Regions from separate parts of the Zea mays genome. Here regions 1 and 3 are each linked to region 2. The links are chromatin contacts, called in public Hi-C maps. All regions are on one chromosome and are shown on one strand. Each heading gives the region's core, a stretch centred on a gene start, on an enhancer-like site or on the middle of the called end of the contact. The rest is flanking DNA. Distances are from core to core; before and after follow the strand shown.

Region 1 (2,998 bases), core at 19-2,518, 500 kb before region 2:
ACTGTTGTCACGCTACGGGCCTTGGTTGTCCAATATCTCAGACCTGTACTCCTCATCGCCAAGATAACCTAAGCGTGGCAGGCGCCACCATGTCCTCCTCGACGGCACGCACGGAGAAAGGCCAGAAGCATGACTGACTCGCCCCATACCCGCGTCGGCGAGCGGCTGCGACCGTGGGCGGGGCAGCAGGTTGGGGAGGAAGAACCGGGCGAAGGCCGGGAAGACGAACGGGACGTCCGACGATGGCGAAAACGATGGTGCGCACATGATGTGAAACATCCTTGTGGTCGTGCAATAGCCATTGCGTGAGTCGATGTCGGGGCTGGTGTCGGACGAATACGGGGAGGAGGCGCATGCTCCTACGCCCTTTGCCGAGAATGAGGTGGCCCAACGCGATTATTTTTTTATTTTACAAAAAAAATATATATACATTATGTACAATTTATATTCAATATTATAAACATCTGAGCATGATGTTCTACTGGTTAGACAGCTTCGCCCAGTGTCCCACACCATTCTTCTATCAGGGTGTGGGTTTAAACCCCACCCACCTTTTGTACCGTTTTTTAACATTTTACGCTGAGTTGATTTAGAAGAAATGTATAGACTTTTTTTTGTAAAAAGTTGACACAGGACGACCGTTGAAACTGATGCTTTAAGTATAGTACAGATTAGTCTTAATAAGTTTGTCTCGTGACATAAACAATTAGTTTTATAATTAGCTAACGTTTAAACTTTTAAATTTCTATCAAAACATCTGATATCCCAAACTAGACTTTAGTCCAGTAATACAAACACACACGCAGACTTATTAAATTTGTGTTTGGTTCGGCTTTCTAAACTAGATTTGCTGCCAAAAATCTAAAATATCAACTAAACTGGTACAACAACGGAATAGATTAAAAATCTATAGATTTATCTAATTCAATTCGGAATCATCTCCTACCTCATATTCTCCAGATTTCTAGAGTTATTATGGTCCGTTCATATCTAGAACCAGATTTTTAGAAATCTATAGCTATGTCTTGCATATGAATTTTTAGATGGTTCCGTGATTCCGTCCTTCACCTTTTCACTGATCCCCTCACCTGGCCGGCTGGCCCCCAAATCGGATCCACCTCGACAAACCCGCGAGCGGGCTTCTCCTTCTGGCACGGCCCAAAAAGTAACCGTTGCGTTTTCCCAAAATCCCCACATCTGCTCCCAGATGTCCCCCATTTGGCCATTTCCCATCCCATAATATACGCGGCCGTTGCGCTCTCCCCCATTTCAAACTCGAACCCCCTCTCCCCGCCTCGAGCATCGACCGGAGGGGGAAGGCAAGGCGCCGATACGTTCTCGGAATCCGAGGCGAAGCGGGGTGGGGATCGGATGGTGGAGGCTAGCGCGAGCTTCATGGTACCCGGAATCGAACCCTCGGCCTCGCCTCTTTCCGGCCGTCTGTCCCCGCGTGCGCGATCGATAGGGTCGCCGTTGCCCTCCCTGGTATTTGCTGACCATGGGTGATCTTTGTTTGCGAGCGCAGGATAAGGTCGAGGCGGCTGCAGGCGACGCCGTCGTCTACGGGGGCAGCGTCGGCGTCGCGGACGCAAGGATGGAAGATGAGATGGCGCCCGTGGAACCCCTGCCGGAGCCTCCCGACGAAGGCGGGCCCGTTGCGTGGCCCATGCCGGAGTTCTGCCCTCTTACGGTGAGCGATTCAATTCCAATCCCCCATTCCCCCCTCGATTCGATTCGACTCCCACGCCGCGCGGTCTGCTTCCGCCATCGGCCGCAACTGAAGACGAAACGTCGTTTTGCTTGTCTGATCATCAGGTCGATGGGGCGCTGAAGGAGTCGTTCCTGGAGACTCTGTGGAAGGACGCTGCGCCGGAGATGGAGCGGCCTGCGCGAGAGGCGGACGAAGCGCTCAGCCCGGAATCGCGGCCGTCGAGCAGCAAGCGCCACCGCTCCGGCACCGCCTCGCCGTCGTCCAGGAGCAGCCCCTACCGCAACATCCTGCAGGTGTTCCAGCAGTGCAGGCAGGACGTCGTCGGGGAGACTCTCACCAAGAATTACTGAAGCCCACGAGCGATATCACGGCTTTTCGCCGCTTGCTTGCTCGAGAATATAACGCTTGCCATTTTGACTATTCTTATTTATGTGACTGAAAAGGGATAGGGAGTTTTTTGTTCTTGTGTAAAGATCGGATATAAAAGTTACAGGACCTTAGTAAAGAACGCCATAGAAATGCAGTTCGATATTTCCTTTTTCATATGTTACAACTTATAGTTCGATTTGTGACATGCGTTTCAACGAAAAGTCCCTCAAGCAGAACAAAGAGCTGCAGAAAATCGAAAATGATGGTGCAAATAAGCAAAGCTTTATTGCAAACGAGGGCATTGTTACAGAATACGTTCTATGACGGACACGTTACAACATATACATCTAAGATCTTAAGTGGCCAGTTTGGCCAAAATCACCATATCTAAGATCTTAACTTCGTATGTTTCGTCAAGCCTCACTATTCCGTCAGAACCATCTATACCTATGAGCTTTCCTGTGTACCCACGGAAATTGCCGTTCAATATCTTGATCCTGTCGCTCTTCTTCGGCCTGATGACCTCGACCTCGTTCGCAAGGACCGTCACCACGTCACCGTTGCCCGACGACCCAAGTGCAACCCGGCAAGATCCATCCTGTAAGTTGAAGTGCACATGAGCAATGGCGCTGGATGAAACTCAACACAATTTTCTAGTCCACCACACACGTACCCCGAGTACTTCCCTAACCACGCCAGGGCCGTCATCACCTCCCCTCAACACATTGACCAAAACATCCGGCAACAGCCATGCAACTTCACCATCACCACCTGCAGGCATTGCGCCACATGGTTAGATATCTATAAAAGCACAGCAGCACATTAAAATCTGAGAACATAGTGATCACAACAGCACACCTATTATTGGGGACAGCATATCCATCCCAGCATTGCCTGGGGTCATTGGTTGACCACCAG
Region 2 (3,463 bases), core at 85-2,584:
TTTCACCCGATCAGTCGGTCGTGAGTCGTGACTCGTGAAGTATACAGTATATATCGCGGTAGTATGGAGCACGGATCAGAAACTCGGTACCTGACAGCCTCGGGCAGCTCTTCCGGGCGCGGCGGGTCGGGCGCCAGCTCGCAGAAGAGGGTGTCGCGCCAGCTGGCGGCCGCCGACTGGAAGAGGTCGTAGTTGGAGGTGAACCTCACCTTGCGCGCGGTGTCCCTGGTGTAGAAGCGGCGCTTCGCCTCCGCCTGCTGCTCGTTGAACCGCCTCACCCCGGCGAGCGCGGCGGCCATGAGCTCCCGCGGCACGCCGTGGTTGACCACCTGGAAGAACCCCGCGGTCTCGGCCGCGCGCCTCACCCGCGCGGCCACCTCTTGTCGCGGCGCAGCCGCGAGGTCGATGACCGGGATGATGCCGGCGGCCTCGCCGGTGGGGGACGGCGGCGGGCACGAGGTCGTCGCCTCCAGGGACTCCGGCGGGCCGGTGGCGGAAGATGGCCGTAATGGCCGTGACGCCGGCGTCCACGAGCCCCTTCACGCCCGCCTTGGTGTCGTCGAACGCTTGCAGCTCGCGCCGCCGCCGGTCAAAGCCGTCGGAGGCCGCATGGGCTTCCGGTTCGGCGGCCGACATCGATGGTGTAGTCGTTGGTTTGGCTCTGCGCGCGACGGGTGAGAGGGAGGTGGACACAAATATTTTTTTTCCCCAGGATTCGCGATATTTTCCAGTCCCAAAGCGATGGGAAACTCCGTTCCCCTCAGAGGCAGACCACGACCATGTGATATTTTCGCCTCGCAAATGCACGGCTCCATTCCCTCAGTCGAGCAAGTCCAGTCCAGTCCAGCGCACCTCAAAGTCGCAACGGCCACTTAAGTCATGAACTCATGATTCAGAATCTGGTCACCATGGACTCCAGAGCTCAGAGCAGGCCTGCTGCTGGCTGCCGGTGTTTACCAACTAGTACATCTTAAATTGCAGATGCCGTTAAAAGCGTAGACTGACTTAGGGCTAGTTTAACAACCCCATTTTTACGTGGAATTTCAAATTTCTCAAAGAAATTGAACTAATTTTACTTGAGAAAAATGAAAACCCTTGGAAAAATGTGGTTTTCAAACTAGCTTAAGCTCTTTTTTATCTGCTTCAATCACATACATACCGATCATAAAAAAACAACACATCGATCATTAACAGGTAGACACATGTCAAAAATCCAGAGCAGGCGTTCGATCGATCAGCAGCCTGCAGCAGCGGCAGGGTGAGCCACCGCGCCGTGCGAGTGACGTCACGCTCGGAGCGCAGGCTTTGGAAGTGGAACAGCGCGAGCGACACGGGGGCATGCCGACGGAGCTGCCGCGACGAAACGCACGAAGAAACCGTACCGTTGTCACTTGTCAGGTTCGCAGCTTGTCAACCGGCCCGCCGCAACTCGAGTACTCGCCACGCGCGCCACGCCGCGCGCCGCCGCTCCCTTCCCGAGCCCCGACTCCGTCCGGAGTGCTGCAACCTGCGCCGCTGCCCACCGGACTCCTCTTCCCCTTCCGCCTCGGCTTCCCGATCCCCTTCCCGTCCCGAGCCCTGCCGAAATTCGAATCGCCCGCCTCCCGAGCCCTCGCCCCCCCGCGCCGCCGATGCCCTCCAAGCGGCCGTCCCCGCACGCCATGGACGAAGCCGCCTCCGCCACCGCCGCCGCCGCCGCCGCCACCGCGCGCCTCCGTCCCTCCACCCCGCGCTCCAAGAAGCGCACCTCCCGCTCCAAGTCCCGCGGCCGCCGCCGCTCCCCGAACCCTAACCCTAGCTCCCGCCGCGAGGGCTCCGCGGACCACGCCTCCGCCGCGCCCTCCCGCAAGAGCGACCGCAAGCCCAAGCCGCGCTCCTTCCCGGACTCCGCCACGCTCGCCACGGCCATGGCCTCGGTCTCCGCCGCCGCCGCCGCGGCCCCGTCGTCCGGCGCGGGGCGTGGCAGCGCGGGCGCCGTCCAGAAGCTCTGGAGCGAGGCCGACGAGATCGCGCTGCTCACGGGCGCTGCCGCCTTCAAGGACCGCACCGGCATTGCGCCGCGCCTCCCGGACATGGGCGAGCTGTTCGACTCCATCAGGGACTCCCTCGCACCGCATCTCGACCAGGCCAAGGTGTACTACAAGCTCAAGCGCCTCAAGAGCAAGTTCCAGCACTCCGTGCCGGGTGACTCCAGCACCGCGCACGAGCACCGGCTGCGCGACCTGGGCGCAGCCCTCTGGGGCGCCGAGCTCACGCGCCCTGAAGAGAACGCTGCCGAGGAGGCCGCCGATGCAGACGACATTGACGGGAATAGGGAGGGGGCCGTGAAGCTTCCTATGGTTAAGGAGGTGCTTGGAGAGTACTGGAGGCTGAACGGGCAGACCATGTCAGGTGTGTCACTGGAGAAGGGGTTGGCGCTGCTTGGGTCGCAGGAGGCTAGTGACACCGAGGTCAAATGGAGGCGACAGCTTGAGGCAGATATGCGCATGCAGATGCGCCGCCATGATCTGGAAAAGGAGGTCTATGGCCTGCTCATCGATGCCATCAAAGGCCTAGGGCCTTAACTTGGGTACAGATTTTACCATTCTCTGTGATCTGTGAGAGAGATCAATTTAGTTCTGTTGTTTCAATTGCTTGGACTAATTAGACTGTTTTTCTTTGCGTTTATCATCAGTTTACATTTCGGTTAAGGTGCAAATGATGTTAAACTTACATCGGAAAACTGGCATGCTCTATTCACTATTAATTAGTGGGATTTAGTCATCTAAAATTACCATGTTTGTTTGATTTACTCAAGTCATGAGGGTTGATTGTGTTGACAATTTAGTCTCTTTTCCTTCCTCTAGCCTCAATGGTATAGTAGCCAATTTTTGTCTCAAAGCGCAGAAAATAATGAAATTTGGCATACTATTAAGAAGTTAGGCTATGCCATCCGTTTCTTTTTACATTTACCATGCAATGTTTGTAGCATGATATTTCTTTGAAGGAAAATTAACAGTTTTCTTCAGGGATTTTCTTTCTTTTGTTTACAAAGTGGAACTGTTTGGTTGTCTTCATTCCAGAATCCAGAGCTCTAGCTTTCATAGTAAAATAGGACATGACACATTCATACATATGGCAGGTGTTTGTTTTGGGAACTATTGAGCTCAAGTTTTTGTATCACAATATTAGTGTGTAGAATAGGTGTCAATCTTCTAGAGTTAAGCTTGCCATGGATATTTGAGTTGCATTTTTTTTATTCATCATGAGTTTATCATGGAATAAGTCACGAAGTTATGCTTCATTTTAGTTGGTTGGCATGCTCCCTCGTATCTTCTTTATCCATTTGAAAAGCAAACCGATTGCATGCCTGTCTGCTTTATTTTTCTTGTCGAGTAGAATTGTGTTTGTAGCTTGGTTTCTTTGACATCTCAGTTCTACCATCTACTGCAAACTAGCTGTTTTATTTCTGAGTGCCCGGCAG
Region 3 (3,115 bases), core at 244-2,743, 330 kb before region 2:
CACGGGGCCGACAGGCTAACGGGCTGGCTCGGCACAGTCAGACGTGCCTGGGCCAGAGTTGTGGTACACGGGCGTCTGACTTAGGGCGTGTTTGGCATGGCTCCAGAGCAAAACTCTAAGGAGGAGCTGGCTAGGGTATGCCAAACACCCTAACTCCAGAGTCATAAACTCTATGGAGTTTTTGGAGCTGCAATACAATTTTTTGGAGTACCTATTTTGCTACTCTGGAAACTCCAAAAAAGCAACCTAGACATGAAGTTTGGAGTTATTTACCCCCCATTGCCACCGATTATTAGAAACAATCTAAACTCTGGTGCAGAGCTGCTCCACCCGGAGTTTTGGAGTACAGCTGCTCTGGGGTGGAGCAGAGCCATGCCAAACACACACTTAGTTAGACCGCCGTTTGACCATCTATAGTCGTGCAACGGATTAATTTGAAATAGCTGTGAGGGGTTATTTGTAAAAAGATGACGTGGAACGACTGTTTAAACTGATACTTTAAATATAGTATAGATTATGAGACAGTGGATAACTACCGTAACGGTCGATAAGGACCATCGGCGACCTTCCAGCCGCAATATTCGAACCGTGTTGTTTTTCCGTCACAAATCACTGAAGCTGCAGCGCGAATATCTGTTCATACCGGTCCTATGTATATACTGTATATTAGTTATAGGTTATGTGGGCCTCTTTCCCGTGGACGCTTCTATCAAGGTGATATGGGGACTATTTGTGGGGGTATGATATTTCCTGTGGTCACTAATTCAGCAGGAATATAAATTCAATTCTTAGTCCATGAAACATATGTCGACCATAAAAACATTCATATAGTTCATTGCTCCATAATATTTCATAACATTACGTGCTCCATAATCAAATCACCACCCCCCTTTCACTCTCAAAATTAGGGATGGGAGTGAGTACGTGTATGGATAAATATCCACAAGTAATTATCCATCGGATACAGATATGATAGAATTTATTATCTATAGATATGAGTATGAATATAATAAAATATTCACAAATATTTTTTCGCGCGTATGGATATCTATTGTCCATACTCGTTACCCGATGAGTATCTGATATGTGCGAAATCAATACTAATTTAAAATATGTTATTTAAATTAATTTTGAAATTTTATATTATAATTTGGATGTAAGTTTATGCTTATGGCCAAGCTCGTTGGCTCGGCGAGCCGACTCATGAGCCAACTTTTCAGGCTTGTTAGACCGAGCTCAACTCGTTACATGGCCGAGCCGCAACGATCCGAGTCGAGATTGGCTTGGCTCGTTTCCACCCTAAATAGAAGCCATGTTTTTGTGCTCTATCTTTCAACACAAAAACGACTCTACTTTTTCAAGGGCTTTCGACGAGAAACCGAATATTTTACCATTAGGTAGGGCTTTATGATAAGTCCGAGCTAGAGTCGTTCAAAGAGTCGCGCCAAAAGAGCCCTTAGTTGTAATTGGATCTACTAGATGATTAAACATCAACCTGATTGCACACGATATTTTCTAGGCAAAAACCTCTCATGCTACCTTTTGTTTTTCGCCTTCTTCCCTATAAATAACGGCCAAATTGCCCACAAAGAAACCACCCACCCGCGCGCCGTGCCTCGGTTTTAGGGCCCTTCCCTCACCGCCCCGCGGCCATGAAGCTGGAGGTCATGCCCAAGCCCAAACAGCGGGTGCTGGAGGCGCAGCAGAGGGAGGAGGCCATGGAGATGAGCGGCCTGGACCTGTGGAAGCACGAGAAGCCGCCAAGGATCTGCCCCTTGCCCCCGTCGCTCCCGCCGCCGCCGCCAGCGTTCGACGAGGCGGCGCTCGTGCCGCCGCTCAACTTCGCCGTGGTCGACGACGGCATCTTCCGCTCCGGATTCCCAGGGACCGCCAACTTCCGGTTCCTCAAGTCCCTCAACCTCCGCTCCATCGTGTAAGCGTCTCTTTCGCTCTCTCCCATGCCGGCGCCGTCTCTCGAATCACTGTGCTCGTGCGGCGCTCTGAACCGTTCCAGCGCGCCAGGTACCTGTGCCCGGAGCCGTACCCGGGGACGAACACGGAGTTCCTAGAAAAGAATGGGATCAGGCTCCACCAGTTCGGAATCGAGGGGCGCAAGGTAAATCCTAAATCAATTAACAATCGGGCCACGTGTTTTCAACGAAATCTTCTGCTGCTTTGCGGTCGGTTAGCGATGGTTCATGGAGGCGTATAATTACTCTGGAGAGATTAAATTATGGTTTGCTTTAGGTAACAATCATGATGCACGGCTTGTTTGCCCCGAGCCGACGTTGTTGATCATATGTCGTGTTGTGTATCCTAATTTAAGTAGTATTTGCTGCACTTCTACTTCAAAGAAAATTGGAGTATTTGTTATTGTAACCGACTTGCGTGAAAGGGGCCATAAATCCTCTTCACGTAGGCAGGCAGTGTTATCTGGAGAATTTTCAAAATTCACGGTGAATCGGTGGTGGTCCCTTTCAGCATTGCTTTGATTAATCAAGCCAGCTGTGCTGCTGACTCTTTTCCCGATATTCTCAAGTGTTTTTTTATTTGTTGGGTTCCTATGAATTCAAGCCTACCACTAGTCCACTACCAGCGTGTACGCATCACCGCTTTTGGCTTGGAGCTCTCCATGTGTTGCCTTTATTTCTATTTCTTTTCGTTTCCTTTTGTGATTTTTTTCTTCTTATTTTTGGTTTCATGCTATGGTGATCTTTCGCTGTTTCTGCAGAATAGGCAAAGCATGCAATGACTTTGAGTTATTCAGATCAATATTTCTTTTTAGAACTCCCATCGTGTTCTACTTTTTGTATCTTGTATTCCCTCTGTTCCAAAACAGTATTCATTTTAGCTCTGTATTTTTATGTCTATATTCAACTAGATAATAATAAATATACTAATATAGACACATATAAAGGACACAAATATTATATGAATCAACTAAAATGGCAAAACAATTTTTATTTTGGAGCAGAGGGAGTACTTCCTAAATGTTTGCTAGATTTCTTTTTATGGGCAGTTTTATTGGTTCCAGAGGAAACAAGCAATTCTTGCCGTCAAAATATTTGTTTCTTTTCTCCAGTTTGTGATGTTTCTTTTGATTGTGTGTTTGTGC

Evidence for each region. A called contact is a pair of places that touch in the nucleus more often than the background predicts.
Region 1: a Hi-C map of tassel shows a contact between it and region 2, with 2.8 times the contacts expected there. The contact joins the promoter of LOC100278008 here to the promoter of LOC103637892 in region 2. A contact is called at or near these places in 2 of 25 Hi-C or Micro-C datasets (ear and tassel).
Region 3: a contact with region 2 is called in a Hi-C map of ear, with 2.4 times the contacts expected there. The contact joins the promoter of LOC100283147 here to the promoter of LOC103637892 in region 2. A contact is called at or near these places in 2 of 25 Hi-C or Micro-C datasets (ear and leaf).

What each region holds. Positions count from the first base shown.
Region 1 is chr9:10,304,298-10,307,295 of Zm-B73-REFERENCE-NAM-5.0, reverse strand. It overlaps LOC100278008, which reads left to right and starts at 1,268. Exons shown (of 3, transcript NM_001151010.2): 1 at 1,268-1,398; 2 at 1,526-1,690; 3 at 1,816-2,253. The coding sequence starts at 1,372. The coding sequence ends at 2,061. It overlaps LOC103637903 (putative transcription elongation factor SPT5 homolog 1), which reads right to left. Exons shown (of 22, transcript XM_008660913.3): 20 at 2,939-2,998; 21 at 2,754-2,851; 22 at 2,341-2,678. The coding sequence ends at 2,436.
Region 2 is chr9:9,803,703-9,807,165 of Zm-B73-REFERENCE-NAM-5.0, reverse strand. LOC103637892 (STOREKEEPER protein) reads left to right here and starts at 1,334. Exons shown (of 2, transcript XM_008660910.4): 1 at 1,334-2,569. The coding sequence starts at 1,632. The coding sequence ends at 2,564. It also overlaps the pseudogene LOC111589253.
Region 3 is chr9:10,130,346-10,133,460 of Zm-B73-REFERENCE-NAM-5.0, reverse strand. LOC100283147 (tyrosine specific protein phosphatase family protein) reads left to right here and starts at 1,493. Exons shown (of 5, transcript NM_001156049.2): 1 at 1,493-1,933; 2 at 2,023-2,116. The coding sequence starts at 1,653.